Linked DNA regions of Ovis aries: region 1 is linked to region 2. A link is a contact called in public Hi-C data. All regions are on one chromosome and are shown on one strand. Each heading gives the region's core, a stretch centred on a gene start, on an enhancer-like site or on the middle of the called end of the contact. The rest is flanking DNA. Distances are from core to core; before and after follow the strand shown.

Region 1 (5,358 bases), core at 2,753-5,252, 330 kb after region 2:
CCAGGCCAAGGAAGCGCGTTGAGTTTTATTCTGAATGAGATGGCAGCCACTGGAGAGCTCCATGCAGGGACCACTTTGGTCCCCAGGAAGCTGAAAGTAGCTGAAATGATCCAGGCTGGCATCGGGCAGTCGTCTGCAGTGAGGGGTGAGCAGGAGTCCGGCCAGAGTCTGAACACCTGCATTTGCTGGATGGGGAGCAGAAGAAGGAGTCAGGCATGAGGCAAGGTTTGGGCTCCAGCCCCTAAAAGAATGGAGAGAGGGTCAGGGAGCAAGGTCTGTTCGCATCGTTGTGCGGTCAGTCAGTGCGTCTCTGTCCTAGTCAGTCCTCCGAGCAGCGTCCCTGATGGGGACGGATGGAGGGGGAAGGTCCGTGACACTCATTTGTGATGAGACGCTGCAGGGCAAAAGCGGTCCTCACCTTTGAGGGAGGCTGTGAGCTGAGGCCTGAGGACCGGCTGCAGAAACGCCAGCATGGACTCTCCCCGCAGTGCTTACTCCCCCAGACCCCCGCTCCGTGCCCTCCGTGCAGAGCCCCGTCTAGCTGCTCCTGCCCTGGCTTGTGGACCAGAAAGCCCGGCTCAGAAACAGGATGTGGCCGCCTGCCTTGGAGCTGGGTGGCCTTTCCGGGTGGGCAGCATAGGATGCTCAGGGCTTGACTCACGTGCCACTGCCTCCTAAGTCTGGGTGAGGTTCGACAGAGGAGCCCTCCTGTCGGTGGCCCTGTGAGCATCGGGCATCAGGCGTCGGACAGCGCTTGTCACGCTGAGCTGTTCCCGGTTGCTGGGCAGCCCCGTATGCTGCTCTGAAACAGGGAAAGGCAGTGCCCCACGAATGAAGACTCAACATCTGTGTTCGTGTGCACATGTGCACGCGTACGTGTGCGTCCATGTATGCTTTTGAGCATGTGCGAACCAAGAACTTCCACATGTACAACCTGGGTTTTGAAGAGGCAAAGAAACCAAAGATCAAATTGCCAACATCCAGTGGATCATGGCGAAAGCAAGGGCGTTCCAGGAAAACATCAATTTCTGCTTCATTGATTATGCTAAAGCCTTTGACTGTGTCGATCACAATAAACTGTGGAAAGTTCTTAAAGAAATGGGAGTACCACGACTACCTGTCTGCTGAGAAACCTGTATGCTCATCAAGAACAACAGTTAGAACTGGACACGGAACAACGGACTAGTTCAAAATTGAGAAAGGAGTACGCCAAGGCTGTATATTGTCACCCTGTTTATTTAACTTATATGCAGAGTACATCATGCAAAACGCTGGGGTGGATGAATCACAAGCTGGAATAAGTTTGCTGGGGGAAGTATCAATCTCAGATATACAGATGACACCACTCTAATGGCAGACAGTGAAGACAAACTAAAGAGCCTCTTGATGAGGGTGAAAGGAGAGTGAAAAAGCTGGCTTGAAACTCAACATTCAAAAAACTAAGATCATGGCATCTGTTCCCATCACATCATGACAAATAAAAGGGGAAAAAAGTGGAAGTAGTGACAGCCTTTATTTTCTTGGGCTCCAAAATCACTGTGAATGGTGACCACAGCCGTGAAATTAAAAGACGCTTGTTCCTTGGAAGGAAATCTATGACCAACCTAGATGATATATTAAAAAGCAGAGACATTACTTTGCCAAAAAAGGTCCATATAGTCAAATCTATTGGTTTTCCAGTAGTCATGTATGGATGTGAGAGTTGGGCCATAAAGAAGGCTGAGCACCAAAGAACTGATGCTTTCAAATTTTCGTGCTGGAGAAGACTCTTGAGAGTCCCTTGGACCGCAAGGAGATCAAACCAGTCAATCCTAAAGGAGATCAATCCTGAATATTCATTGGAAGGACTGTTGCTGAAGCTCCAATACTTTGGCCACCTGATGTGAAGAGCCAGCTCATTGGAAAAGACTTTGGTGCTGACAAAAATTGAATGCAATAGGAGAAGGGGATGGCAGAGGATGAGATGTTTAGATGGCACCACCGACTCATTTGGCATGGATTTTAGTGAACTCCAGAAGACAGTGAAGGACAGGGAAGCCTGGTGTGCTACAGTCCGTGGGGTTGCAAAGAACTGGGCACGAGTGAGTGACCAAACAGTAACAACAACATGTGTTTGAGCATTTGGTGGGGAGGTCGGAAGGAGAAGGGTGCTAACAGGTGCCTTGCCCACCCACTAAATGCCTGACCCTGCCAAATAACAACACTCACGCCCAGAGGAGGGAACAGCCTCAATCAGTCTTCCCTCTCCAGATCAGGAGCCCATTATGGCAAAATCAGGGGGTTCACCCCACACCCTTACGCAGCCTTCTGTGCATTTGGAGCGCATGCAAGTTGAATGAAGAGCTGAAGGGACAGCTTGTTATGAAGAGCTCCATGCCCCTGTCTCTGGATCCCACACCACCTCTGTGGTTACAAGCCTCACTTTACAAGGAAGGAGTCGTGCTCAGAGAGGGGAACACGGAGTCCCAGGTGGCCTACCCTGGTAGGGGTGGGGGGCAGAGTGGCTCGGGCCCCAGAGCAGCCTGCAGACTCTCCATCATCTCTGCTGTGCCAGGTCGGGGAGGAGAGCTTTGTGCCGTTATGCAGACGAGACCAAGTCCCGTGACCAGACCCCACTCACTGTGCAGCCTTGGTCAGTCACTTCTCCATGTCAGTCAGTGTTTTACTCTATAAAATAGTACTTAACTCTTGACAGGTCATATTATTTAATTGTCACAAAGCCCCCTGACAGCAGTACTATCATCCTCTGTGGATCCTCTGTGGTTCCAGATGGAGAGACTGAGGCTCATGATCTTGCAATGGCTCCCACACTGCAAGGGGGACCACGTGGTTTACATGGTAACAGGCTGAGCAGGCGGACTTCCCTTGTGGCTCAGCTGGTAAAGAATCTACCTGCAATGCAGGAGACCTAAGTTCAGTCCCTGGGTTGGGAAGATCCCCTAGAGAAGGGAAAGGCTACCCGCTCCAGTATTCTGGCCTGGAGAATTCCATGGGCTGTATAGTCTGTGGGGTTGCAAAGAGTCCGACATGACTGAGTGGTTTTCATTTTAGTGGTCTTCCCTTGTAGCTCAGTTGGTAAAGAGTCTGCCTGCAATGCAGGAGACTCAGGTTCGATTCCTGGGTCGGGAAGATCCCCTGGAGAAGGAAATGGCAACCCACTCCGGTATTTTTGCCTGGAGAATCCCATGGACAGAGGAACCTGGTGGGCTACAGTCCGTGGGGTTGCAAGAGTCGGACACGACTGGGTGACCAAGCACACAGGCTGAAAGGCTATTACTGTTATCCCCACCTCTGAAATCAACATCCTTCCGGCTCAAGTAAACTACTGCTACTGCTAAGTCACTTCAGTCGTGTCCGACTCTGTGCTTCCCCATAGACGGCAGCCCACCAGGCTCCCCCATCCCTGGGATTCTCCAGGCAAGAACACTGGAGTGGGGTGCCATTTCCTTCTCCAAAGCACGAAAGTGAAAAGTGAAAGTGAAGTCGCTCAGTCGTGTCTCTTAGCGATCCCATGGACTGCCTCCTACCAGGCTCTTCCGCCCATGGGATTTTCCAGGCAAGAGTACTGGAGTGGGGTGCCATTGCCTTCTCCGTAAGTAAACTAAGGTTGAGTCTTCTCCCTCCTTTCTCCCCGCCTCCCCTTACGGGGAGGGTCCCAGGGCGGGGAGGAGCTGAGAAGCCCGGCTTCTGGCAGAAGCTGGGAGCGTCACCCAGGCCGTGCGGGGACTTGACTGTGGCTATACTGCCCTCAAGTGGCCAAGATGCAGCATAGCCCTTGGTGCAGTGGCTCAGGCTACACAGACCACAGGCTCCTCCTGAAAGAACCGTGTTCCTTTGATGGAGCCTGGATGGGTCCCCTGTGTGCTATAAAAATTAATCTGTATTTGTCTATTTCCTAGTGTGAAGAGTAAGTAGGTCTTTGGGAGCTTCTGCAGACAGTGTTTGTTCCCCTTTCCGGCCCCCTTGTGGCAGCAATGTGCTGGTCACAGTTAACTACTGGCTTCCAGGGCATAAAACCGGAACATACCCAGCATTTGCCAATTTCCAGGGCGCAGATGCTCCCAGCGTGGCCGCCCCTGTGTGGGAACCGCTCGGAGGCGTCCCTTGTGCTCAGGGCTGTGGAGACTTCAGGGCTGAGCAGGCTTGGGACTCTGCTGAAATACAGGATTCCTCTGTGCTCATGTATTCATTCATGTCTTTGGGGGCTTTCTGTTTGACCACAAATAAGAGTGTGCCTCATACACTTCTCTTCAGTTTGTTATTTTTACCTAAGCATCTTGGCCATCTCCCTAGGTCTTCTGCTGGGTAACAGGTGCACAGTGATTCACTGGAGAGATTACCTCGATTTACTTGCACTCTCTCCCCTATCCCCCACACTAGTCCCAGAAACTCCCAGGTAGCTTCCTCCTCTTGTGTCTCCACGTTCAGTGCATTTCCATGTGTGTGTTTTAATATCTAGTGGGTAGGTTTTTCAAGAGTGGTATTCCTGGGCCAAAAGATACGTGTTTATGAACCTACAGTATTTTTTTCCCCCAGAATTCCTTCTAAAACGATTATAGCCATCAGCACTCCCACACCATTGTAAGAGGAGGACCACTCCCCACATCAGAGCTTCCCTGATGGCTCAGAGGGTAAAGAACCTGCCTGTGATGCAGGAGACCAGGGTTTGAACCCTGGGTCAGGAAGATTCCCTGGAGAAGGAATGGCTACCCACTCTAGTATTCTTGTCTGGAGAATTCCATGGACAGAGGAGCCTGGAGGGCAGTTCATGGGGTTGCAAAGAATCTGACATAACTGAGCCACTAACATTTACATACTTAATCTCCACATCAGAATCAGATTGACCATTCTTTTGAATGTTGCAAATATAAGGGGTGGAAGCAATATTTCATTTTCTTCTATTTTGCACTTCCCTAATTACAAAAAGATTTGCTTGTTCATATTTTTTGTTCAATTTTAGATTCATTGTTTGCCTCTTATTTATCACTTTGTAGGATTTCTTCATATACTGGGAACAATTGACTCTCGCATATGTAACGTTTTCCCCAAACATTTTGATTTTGATTATGGGATCTTTTGCTTTTCAGAATTTGAAGTATATTGAGCAGTCAGCTCTGTTTCTCCTACCTGTCGAAGCACCTGGGTTTCCTGACTTGTTTTATTTTTATTTTTAAAATTTTTATTGAAATATAGTTGATTTATAATTCTCCAAACCAGGCTTCAGCAATACATGAACCGTGAACCTCCAGATGTTCAAGCTGGTTTTAGAAAAGGCAGAGGAACCAGAGATCGAATTGCCAGCATCCGCTGGATCATCAAAAAAGCAAGAGAGTTCCAGAAAAACATCTATTTCTGCTT
Region 2 (5,244 bases), core at 572-3,071:
TGGAGAACCTCATGACAAAATGTCATTATTTTTGTTGTCAATTGTCAAACATCTTTTCCAGGGCTCTACGAGAGAATAATTGTCCATTATATTAAACACCCCTCATATCATTCTCCAACAGGGGGCTTCTCTACATCACTGCAGACCCCCATTTCTTTCTGCACCCTCTCTCCTGGCCTCAAATATCAAGAATCCTGGATTTTACACGAGGCAGGCCCTTATCCTAGACCTTACTAGATTCTCAGGTCCTGTGGTTCTCTGCTTGTGACTCTGTCATAAGCTGTGTTAAAGGGACTTCCCTTTTCCTTTGGAGGCAGCATAATAGGATCAAGTACAAGTGTTCACAGCTGCTTCCATTATGTTGCCCTTAGTGCTTGCACCTGAAAATCACCCAGGTCTTTGGGAAAGCAGGGAATGGAGGGCTCACATTTATTGGAATACCTCCCTCTTATATGTATGCATTCTTCTATTAATAGAAGTGTCCTACTCAGCTCTGATGCAATATAGCCTCTATTGTCTCAGAAACATCTCTTTTTCTATATACAAACACACATTCACACACACACATACACACACACCCATTTCATTCCTAAACAGTACAGGTAATATATGTGTTTTCTCCTGGCATTTTAACTAGGAGAGTGTATGCTATGCTCCATATGTGAACACCAACCAAGGTGACCAAATAATTTATCATGCAAGCTGGGATACTTTTGACAGTGAAAGAGGATGCTATTACTTACACCAAGACCTTATGAAGTACATCATAAACAGCATTGCAGCTGGGAATGAATGGCCAGTGGTGGTGTGGATACGTCTGGGAGAAACTAGTGGAAACAGTCTTGACCTCAGAGGATTGAAAGGGCATGTAAGAGCAATCTCCAGGGATGAAACAGTTTAACCATTCAGAACCCTGTCCCTGAGCTGAAAGGGGCTTCCTTGAGTGCAATATCTTCTCATATTCACAACTGCTTGGCAAGGGAGACGTTATTATACCCACATCAGAGATAAAGAAGGCTTGGAGAGGGAATTCAAAATGTCCCCACAACCGAAACTTCGTAGAACTGACTCCAGCACTTTGCCCTCTCTGATTCCAGACGCCAACCTAGAAGCTCTGTCATGTGGACTGCATACACGCTTTGACAGCAGTGGATCAGGGTTCAGATACCTGGTGCTCAGCTAGCTCTGTGACCTTAGCTGACCTGCATGGTCACAGCATTGTGAGAAAAGGTGCTTACGCTTGTGCACTGCTAGTCAGGCACCTTGCTCTGAGCTAAATGCTTTCTGCAAGTTATCACATTCACACTTCACTCTAACCCCATCATGTAGGCACTATTAGAAATCGCAATTTGCAAATGAGAGAAATAGTCTGAAATAACCTGGAAAAGGGCCCAGTGCATGGGAGATACTCAATAAATATTAGTTCTCCTTCTTTCCATACACAGGTCAGAGCACGGAGTTAAGTCCTGAACAATTCTGTCTTTCATAATATTGTCCTGGAAAATCTTCGGCGTGGTCCCTTTTCTTAATGAGTATGCCGCCTCCTCCAGTTTTTCTAAAGGCTCAAGGATTGCTTGTATAATAAGACGGTGCCTATTAATTTCTTTCTTTCTTTTTTTAATGGCCAGAATCCCTCCCACTTTCTTGAAACCATTTTGTCCCATGCTGTGGTTGTGGCCATGCATGAGAAACAGCAGGTGGTGCCAGATGACAGATGGTGTGGGAGCCCGTTTCCCGGTGGGAGGGGGCGCGAGCGAGCGAGCGAACGAGCAAGCGGGCAGACAGCTGCCAGGAGCCCGCTCGCTGGCGCCTCGCTCTCAGAAGCTCCCAATCCAGACGCACGCAAGGCGCTGTCCTTTCAGCACCACAAGCTCCGGCTGAGGAGGCAGGACTCCCGGCCGTCCTCCTCTTCAAACTGGTTTGAATCTGCTCTGACCCCTGAGAGTGCTGCACAGTAAGTAGGCATTTGTTTTTGCTATAACCACTCCCCAGTATCCTCCAACCCTTGCCCATCCCTTTCACCCCCACAACAACCCTATTTTGTCTAATAATGTTCCAGTCAGCAGGATTGACAAGAAGAATTCAGTTGTATTGGGCTTCTGGGGGTGGGGTGGGAACACCGTTTGACTTCCAAGGGAGCTGGAAAGAAATAAATGTGATTTGTTTATTTAGTTGGCAATCTTGCAATACGGGGGTTGCTAACTTTCCGTGGAACCAAAAAAAAAAAAAATGGCCCTTTGCTATTGAGGAAATGGAGGCATTCCATGGCTGAATCAGGATCAGGTTCAAGCCAGTCCTTTTTTGTTTTAAGAAATTGTATCTCCTGTACAACCTACATATTGTGTAAAAGGGTATACTACACATAGAGGCATTGAATGTATTTATTGTATTTTAGGGAGATTAATGGGGGGAAACACAATATAATAAAATAGCAATCAAGATGGTAAGGTGAAATTTATCATACTGCAGGATGACCCAGAATAATAGGATTTATTTTTTCACTAAGAATTAGCTTTCCACTGAGATTATGTGATTATGTTAGCTCTGTGTCTTGGCTATATTTTTAAGGTTGTATATTTTGTGTATAAGACTGGGATTTTCCTTGAGTTTCTCAAATTTGAAAGCTGGTGAGTGCCATAGGCAGGTGGCATTTCTTGATGATTAAAGAAGTTTTCCTGGATAATAGGGATCATGTCAGGAAATCTAGCGGAAGACCGATGATGGTGTCTACACTGAAGCCGCCAGAGTGGAGCTGTTGAGGGCAGCGCTGTCTTCTCTGTCGTCAGCCCTCTCTTTCCTGCCTCTCTCCCCACTATAACTAGAATTCTACTGCTTGTCTTAGGTCTGGGAAGAAAGGCATCAGAATGGTGAAGCTGAACAGTAACCCCAGTGAGAAGGGAGCCAAACCACCTTCAGTTGAGGACGGCTTCCAGACCGTCCCTCTCATCACGCCCCTGGAGGTTAATCACTTACAGCTGCCTGCTCCGGAAAAGGTAAAGCAGGTGCTCTGGTTCTCATCAGCAGCCCCCGTGCTCCCCGTGCTCCCCTCATCTCAGGAAATAAAGCAGCAAGAAAATTCCACCTCCCTCAAACCCTTTCCTTCCCTTATCAGCCAAATACGTTCCCCTTCTTGTAAAATGTAGGTATTCCTTCTAGAGACATGACACCTCTTGTGTTGTTTCAGGTTTATGGTAAGTGCTTGTTCATGATTTTGTTCACATATGTAGGCAAAAAAATTAACCTTTCTTTTAAAAAGTTTTATCATAGTGGATGAATACTAATAAGCTTCCAGATTTGAACAAAAAGAAAATGGTCTTGATTATTTGGGGAAGGTCTTTTAAAAATTGACTGCTACAAATCTGAGGTCAGAGAATTGGATGCAGTCCAACAAGCATTTAGTTTGCACCTGCTAAAGCCCTGTTCCTACCCTGGAAGTTAGTTATAAAAACACACATTACAAAATCCCTCATCAATATGAGACTTAAATTAATATAAAGCATCATGGTAAAAGCAATGCCTGAGCGTTACGAAGATTGTGAGATCACTGGGATGGAAACAACTAAATTCTGTTGTGGCAGAGAGGGAACTGGGAGGACAGGTTAGGTCAGCTGCAGAGGGGAACATTTGAAATTGGAGGCCACTGGAGGGAAAGGCATTTAAGGCAAAGGGCACAAATGTGCAAAGCATGGAGAGCTTTGGGGAAATAGCATGACTGGAATAGAGTGTTTTTTGGGAGGCGTGGCTGGAAATGAGTGACTGGCTGATGGCACATCTCCTGACGTGGGAGGAGTCCATGAAGAATGGAGGTGAGCGTTTATACAAAAGTGGGAGAGTCATTCTATGAGCACAGGTGGGAGAAGTGATATTCAGATCCCTCTGAGAGAACTTGGGGTTTTAGAATGTGAGCTTTTGCATGCCATAAGAGATAGATTAGGAGGCAAATGATGAAGTTCCCTAGCTGAAGAGTGAACAATGGATCATTCCATTTGTTTGATTTTCTCATTGGCATCTCCAGGAAGGCATTGTGTGTCTTAACCAATTGGCTCTATCCAATGAACAGAAGAGAAGCCAAAGCTAGATAAAGGGCCTGGCTGATTGGCTGCGGGTTGAGTCATCTGTTTTGAAAGTGCAGAGGTTGTCAATATGAAAATATGCATAGGGGTTCCAGAAATAAAGAATCACGGAGCCATCCTGAGCGACTGATAAGGCCTTTTGAAGATAAGATTTGCTAATAGGCAGTTAACACTGTTACTGTGAAGGAGTAATATTAATTGGGTATTAGTTACCTGTAGAGCAGAGGTTCTCAGTTTGTGACTGTATATTAGGGTTAACTGGGGAACCTTTGAAAGTCTTGATACCTAGGCCACACCCCAGAACAATTATATCAGGATCTCTGGGGGGTGAGACCCAAGCATCACTATTAACTAAACCTTCCCAGGTGGACTCCTGTGTGCCGCCAAGGTTGAGAACCACTGTGCTAGAGCCATGTTGCCCAGGGATTGTACATCCGTCCACGTCTGCAGGCAAAAGGTGGAGGAGGATCAGAGAAATTTGGCGATTTATCCAAGCTCACAGAGGAGTAAGTGGCGATGCTGGAATTTGATCGCAGATTTAGTGGAAATTGAGGAGAAGCAGAGGGGATATTTGCTCAAGGTTTTGCGAAGTTTTAGGAAGAATCTTTCCCCTTTAGTCTCAAGGATCTTTACGTCCCTGAGAGGCATGCAAGGAAAAGGGACTGTGGTGAGGTTACCTCTCCCCTCAGCTCTACACACACCTGCGGGCCATCCAGAGATATCGTGGTCTCTGTCACCCCTTACTCCTCACCCCATTCCCCACCTCCAAGGACTTCTTTCTCTCCTTGTGACAGGAAATGTGCCTGATAACCACTGAGCCAGTCCAGATGTGCCAAAAAACTGTCCCAAAGCCTGAAGATAAATACATCGTGGACTTGCATGCATGGAAAAGGAAACCAGTGCATCTTGGAGGGTGAAAATCCCTGAGTGGACACATCCCCCGGGGGCACCTCGCCGACTTTGGCAGGTGTCCTTAACAGAGTCTTCATACCAGGTGGACCTCAGTGTCCTCCGTGAAGTGAGGGGGGTCACACCTACTTCATAATGGTCGGGGCAGTGTTAGATTTGGCCTTATATATACAGTGCCTGGCACGAAACTAGCCATACGAGAATAATAACTATCATTTTCATGTGCTACTTATGGTAGACTTTAAGTCAGAAGTACACACAT

What was found. Hi-C and Micro-C count contacts between places; a contact is called where the count stands out from the background.
Region 1: a contact with region 2 is called in a Hi-C map of hypothalamus, with 8 times the contacts expected there. The contact joins the enhancer-like site here to the promoter of NSG2 in region 2. A contact is called at or near these places in 6 of 16 Hi-C or Micro-C datasets (blood, hypothalamus, liver and 3 more).

Annotation. Positions count from the first base shown.
Region 1 is chr16:6,240,364-6,245,721 of ARS-UI_Ramb_v3.0, forward strand. No RefSeq gene overlaps it. Among named protein-coding and RNA genes, the nearest start is that of NSG2, 330 kb to the left of the region's middle. Within about 2 kb of position 4,003, at least 10 of the 54 cell types and tissues checked have an H3K27ac peak or open chromatin away from gene starts, as enhancers often do. A contact at or near this core is called in hypothalamus and liver, where this site is marked.
Region 2 is chr16:5,915,930-5,921,173 of ARS-UI_Ramb_v3.0, forward strand. It overlaps NSG2 (neuronal vesicle trafficking associated 2), which reads left to right and starts at 1,822. Exons shown (of 5, transcript XM_042233680.2): 1 at 1,822-1,954; 2 at 2,843-2,993. The coding sequence starts at 2,865.